2 separate regions of the Mus musculus genome follow, and region 2 is linked to region 1. The links are chromatin contacts, called in public promoter capture Hi-C maps. All regions are on one chromosome and are shown on one strand. The core of a region is the stretch at or near the end of the contact, and the rest is flanking DNA. Distances in the headings are between cores, read along the strand shown.

Evidence for each region. Promoter capture Hi-C pulls out the DNA fragments that hold promoters and counts their contacts.
Region 2: a promoter capture Hi-C map of liver shows a contact between it and region 1, with 2.8 times the contacts expected there. The contact joins the promoter of Tep1 here to the promoter of Tlr11 in region 1. A contact is called at or near these places in 3 of 39 promoter capture datasets (hippocampal neurons and liver).

The regions. Positions count from the first base shown.
Region 1 is chr14:50,356,368-50,359,321 of GRCm38.p6, forward strand. It overlaps Tlr11 (toll-like receptor 11), which reads left to right and starts at 1,547. Exons shown (of 2, transcript NM_205819.3): 1 at 1,547-1,658. The coding sequence starts at 1,649.
Region 2 is chr14:50,869,238-50,872,319 of GRCm38.p6, forward strand. It overlaps Tep1 (telomerase associated protein 1), which reads right to left and starts at 1,317. Exons shown (of 55, transcript NM_009351.2): 1 at 1,176-1,317. Gm26782 (a long non-coding RNA gene) reads left to right here and starts at 1,059. Exons shown (of 3, transcript XR_874615.2): 1 at 1,059-1,319.

The sequences.
Region 1 (2,954 bases), core at 297-2,796:
GAGAAGATTATATGTTCCAGTACAATGGAATGCCAGGGCCAGGAGGCAGGAGCATGTGGGTTGGGGAGCAGGGCGCGGGGGCAGGGGAGGGGAGGTATAGGGGACTTTCAGGATAGCATTTGAAATGTAAATGAAGAAAATATCCAATAAAAAAGGTTTCTCCAAGCAGTTAAAGGATCTAAAGTATATATAATGGACCTCAGATTTTGGGCCAGAGAAATAGTAGGATAGTTTAAGGTATGCTAGCAAGTGAATGCTTATGTGGCCAAGCGTAAACAGGGCAAAAGACCTAGGAGAGAATGGCCTGGAGTATATTGGGAGGTCAATTTTACAGAAGTTAAGCCAGAAAAATATGGTTACAAATACCTTCTAGTGTTTGTAAACACTTTCTCTGGATGGACTGAGGCTTTCCCTGCCACGCAGGAAACAGCTACCATGGTAGCTAATAAGATATTAGTAGAAAATTTCCAGAGGTTCAGAGTTCACAAGGTAATTGGATTGGAAAATGGTCCTGCTTTTGTAATACCTGATATCAAGACTAGACATGACAGGAGGCTGGAGAATTGATTTGGTGGGTAAACACATTTGCCACACAAGTATGAGGAACAAAGTACAAATCTACAGAACTCAAATAAAAGGAAAGATACAGAACAAACATCTATAATCTATAGGGAAATTAGGACAAAGATAAGGGAATTCCTGGAAGCTCTTGGGCCTACTGCCGTGGTATGTGCAACACAAAACAGAGATTCTGTTTAAAAACAAGGTAAAAAGCCCATGATACCAACAAGGTGTCAACACTCATTTTGTCCTCTGGTCCCCATACAGATGCCTGCACACATGCATCCATGTGATCACACATGCACGCACACGGGACTAGTAGTGAAACAAGAACATAGACTCAGGCTTACATGACAAACTGAATCCCAGCAACCATCGAAAGTGATCATTTGAACTGCCCTTGATTGCCATAAGGATTATACAAGCTCCCTCCAACAAATAAATTACCTCTAGTAGCCAAATAAAGACCTACCCCTTCAGAAAACTCTTCATTGCCTTTTGTTAATAAACTATGTGGAACCTCACCAGATTTGGGGCTGCATGCTTGCTGGAGCCAACATCTCCTGTGCAATGGATTCTGTGCTTTCACTACCATCTTCACTCCTACAACTCCATGTCTAGTTCTATTCATTGTTTGACCAAAGAAGGATCTGAGCATCACATCGCAGGACACCTGAGATCCCTCTAGTAACAGTAGTCTGAAGACAAAGGAAGGGTAGAAATGGCAGAAAGCATGAGCCTCTCTTACTTTAAGAGACAGAATGGCCCAGCAAAATGAAGACTGCTTTTTCAGATGTTGGGAGGATGTGATACAAAATGTGAGAACTGAAACGTATGGAGTGTACTAGGAAAGAGGAAGTCATGAAACTGAAAGAAAAAGAGACTGTCCAAGGAGAAGTCATTCCCCACTTTTTCTAAAATTAACTAAGCACTCTCTCTTCCCTAGAGCTCCCCACCTATCACCAATAACATATTTCTGTGCAGCAGAGCAGCCACCATTGTGGAGGGAAGAGGAAGGTTTTCTTCTTTAACTACGGGAGATGAAAGAAAACACCTCCTGAGAACCTGAATCTGTCTCCACCACCCCATGCTCAAAGGTAAGAAATGTTGTCCTAATACAGGATTTTCTGAATAAGGCAGATAAGCATTAGTGACACAAGCAGGGAAAAAGGGAAACAACTAAGCATCTCCCTCTATTGAGAGAAAGCCAAAGATCAGGGCCAGTGGTGGCCAGGAAGAATCTCTGGACAGTTGGACTAAGGGTTGCTACAATTTAGGTGATCACGGGAAACATAGTAGTTCTTGGACAATCTATGTATGTCTGTCAGAGGTATAATATTAAACCTGATAACTTGAGACAGAAGTTGCTATCATATCCATACTTCTATAGTGCCAGGCTCTTAGTACCAAAGTCACTGTGTCTTCCTGATCTGAGATCTATTCCAGTCCCTGAATTCATCCTAGATAAACTAAAAAGAAAAAGAAAGCTTAAATAACCATGGTACACTATTTGACACTTCAAGGCTCAAAAGAAAGGAAGGAAAGAAGGAAGAAAAGAAAAAAAGAAAAGATAAGGAAAGGAAAGGAAAGAAAAGAAAAGAAAAAAGATACCTCCCTTTGCTGTAGAAAGATGGGATAAGATCTCAAAGAGCATATTCAATGAGGCCATGCCATTTAGAAGATGAAGTCTCAGACTGTTCTCTGGCTCCTCTGAAGTTCAATGAAATCTGAGGCTCAGGAAGGAGAAAAACAGACACAGAGACAGACAGAGATAGACAGGGACAGACAGAGGCCCTCGGACACAATATCCTTACATGCCTCCAGAGTCAATGTGTTATCACCCAGGAGAAACAGTTCCTTGGTTACAAAGGAAAGTAGAGGAGTCCATGGCACTCTGTGCTAATCCTCTGCACAAGGGCAGAGCTACTTAATAGGACAGTGCCCTTCACTTGTGACTAACTGGTTCCTGTAATCCCCAGAACAACAGACTACTCTCCTGTCTCTTCCAAACCTTTCAGGGACTTTCATGACCACTAATTTAACAATGGTCATTCAGAGGCCTCTCCCCATGAGAGAAAAGACACAAATAATGAGAACATAGTCAACTCACCATCACCACCACCCTACACCCCTAGTGCTAGGCTCTAGGCTCAAAGGTATCAAGACATTATTTCCTTTGTATTTTATTAGCCTACTTTCTTTATTTCCTTTGAATATTTTACCTGAATTATTTTTTAATATTGTCTCCCTAAACTCAATTCTAAAATCTAGCTGAAATATTTCCTTAGTTCTGAATGTTTAAATCAGACCATTTATCCTAGTAGAAAAAATACTGACTATAGTTTCACATCTGGCACTCACTTTCTGCTTCTTTGACTAAGACAAGTAATTTA
Region 2 (3,082 bases), core at 67-2,566, 510 kb after region 1:
ACCTGCACTCCCAGCACTTGAGGCCGAGGCAGAAGGGTTAGGAGTTCAAAGGTCATCCTTGGCTACATAGCAAGTTAAAAGATCAAAATCACCCTGGAATATAGGAGACTTTGTCCAAAAAAAAAAAAAAAAAAAAGGTGGGAAGCTAGAAAGATAGGTCAGTTGATAAAACATCTAGATGACAGTAAGGCTCAGTAGTCTATGACTGTAATCCCAACACTGAAAGGCAGGCAGATTCTTACATCAAGCTGGCCAGCCAGCCTACCAAAAGTAACTCGAGAAGCAATAGAATAAGACACCTGGTGTGGAGTTCTAGTCTCCACATACCCGTATATATATCCGCATATGCACATACTCTTGCACACACAAACAAACACATACACACATATACACACCCAACGAGTAATAAGGAATTTCAGAATTAATCCAATATGTATGTATGTATGTATGTATGTATGTATGTATGTATGTATTGAAACAAGGTCTCACTAAAAAGGTCTGACTGACCTGGAACTACTATACAGATTCCAACTCACAGAGAGCCACCTGCCTCTGCCTCCCCAGTGCTAGGATTAAGACATACACAGCCACATCTGGCATAATCCAAGAGTGAAAAACAAGTTCTCAATTAAAATTTTAAGTTAACAGAGAAATAAAGACATGTAATTTTTTTCCTCTCTGGAGTTTATAGAGATTCTGATTAACTTCTGAAAGCTTAAAAGTTCTTCCCCAAGTTCCAGAGATAACTGGTATTGATAGTTTTATACTGACATTCTGTGTATACACTAGTTTGTATGTATACCTGCCTCCACTCCTACCCCGGTCCCTTTTCTTTGGCCTTGCACCTGAAGCCATACTTCAGACGCTATTCTTTTCTTAGGAAGTCGTGGAGGCCTACCGCGTTGGCACCTTAGTGTCCATTACTGTTAAACGTGTCAGTCTAGTGAGTTTCTGTTGCCAAAAGTGATCACAACACTCTTCATTTGTTACAGTCACTCCCTCCTAGGATTCTTTAAGGCAAAAGGAACCCATTCTCTCTGAGCATCTATCCCTCCGCCCCACTAAGGCCACCCCACCTCCCTGCCAGCCGCCCGGAAGGACTAAGCGGCTGCACCACGCTCGCCCAGAGGTCCTTCCGGGAGTCCAGCTGACACAGGTCTCGGCCAGGGCTCTACCTGCGCTCAGGATTGGAAAAGCTGTGCGCAATGAGAGGCGCGTTGGTTCTCCGCAACGGGGAGCAGAAACCGGCCTGGGTCAGCCAGTGGACTGGTTGGAAGCAGAGAACTGAAAGAAAACCAACACCCTAGTGAGGCCAAGGGGTGAGGCTGGGCGAGGGAGGGGCGGGGCTGGGGGCAGGGCGGGGCTGAGGGCGGGGCTGCCGCGTGTAGGATATCGCAAATGCCGGGATTATAGGGTTGTGCTAACCACACCCGGTTTGATTTGCACAGTTTAGGGATTTATACTTCCGGCTAGGCCAACTTTACCAACCGAGTTGTATTTCCACCCAATACAATCATGCTCTGATGCTATTATGTATCCTGAAAATACCCCAGAGGCTTATGTGCTAAAATCATGCCAGCCTTGGGCAGCTGTTGGGAGGTGGTGAAACGTTTAGAAAGAAAGATCGCTGAGAGTGTGCCCTTGGCTGACCTTTGAAAGTCAGGCCCCTTCTCTCCCTTTTGCTTCCTTTCATCCACCATGAAAGTAAACAGTTTCGTCTGTCGCCACCCCACTCAATCCCACTCCACCCCATCCGTGAACTGCTTTGCCACAGGCCAAAGCAAGAGGGTCAAGAGATCCTTGACTGAAAACCTCTGAAAATATGATTCAGAATGGTGGCACACACATGTAATCCTAGTACTTAGAAGGCTCTGGCAGGAAGATCAAAGAGTTAACTCTACTCATGCTATTTGAGTTCATTATGTTATCTTTTTGTTACTGCGACAAACTACCTGAGATAATAAACCAAACCCTTTTGATTGTTTCTTTCTTTTTCAGACAGGGTCTCTCTATGTAACCCTGGATGTCCTGGAACTCACTGTTTAGACCAGGCTGGCTTCTGACTCACAGAGATCCGCCTGCCCCTGCCTCCCATCTCCTGGGATTTAAAGGCATACCCCACCACCAACCACCACGCCCAGCAACAAATTTTTTTAAATTTTGATTTTGGGGATTTGGGCTTTTATTTTTAGACAAGGTCTATCTATATAACCCCAGCTGGCCTGCAGCTCACTATGTAGACCAGGCTGCCCTCTAATGGCTCAGAAATGAAGAGAATCTGTTTTTGCAGAAGGCCTAGGTTCAGTACCCAGCACCCACATCATGCCTCACAACCATTGGTAACTCTAATTACCCATGGTGACCTCTTCTAAACTCCAAGAGCACTTGGCATGAAGGTGGTGCACAGACATACATAGAGGCAAAACTCATAAATACAAAGTGGAGTGTGTGGGTGGAGGTCTGTTTTGTATGTAAATTACTACTAGCCAGGTAATATACCCTTATAATTCCAGAGATTTTAAAGGCTGAAGCAGAAGGATCTCAAGTTCAAGCCAGATTCCTTAGGGAGCATTTGCCTCCATAAAATAAGTAAGTGAGTAAATAAATAAATATAAAAATGAAAAACCCCTAAAGATAAATAGTAATTTTAATAGATTTTGTTGTAGTTCCGAGACAGGATTTCTCTGTGTAGCCCTGGCTATCCTGGAACTCAGTCTGTAGACGAGGCTGGCCTTTAACTCAGAGATCTGCCTGCCTCTGCTTCCTGGGTGCTAGGATTAAAATGCATGCCACCATCTCATAGCCCCATGGATTTTTAATGTGCATGAATGACTGGCAGAATCATTCAAAGTTGTAAGCACAAGAATGCCCCTCACTGTAGAAGTGCTCTGCACAGTTACTAAGGGTCTAGCACTCTTAAGTCCCACCTACTAAATATTAAATGCTAAAAATTATCCTAATTGTGAGAAATAAATGTGTGTGTGGGGGGGAGAGAGAGAGAGAGTTCTAAAACCATCCCTAGAACGCAATACCATCCATATTAATAGCCATCAGTCTTAATTGACATCTCTCTATAGGGAAA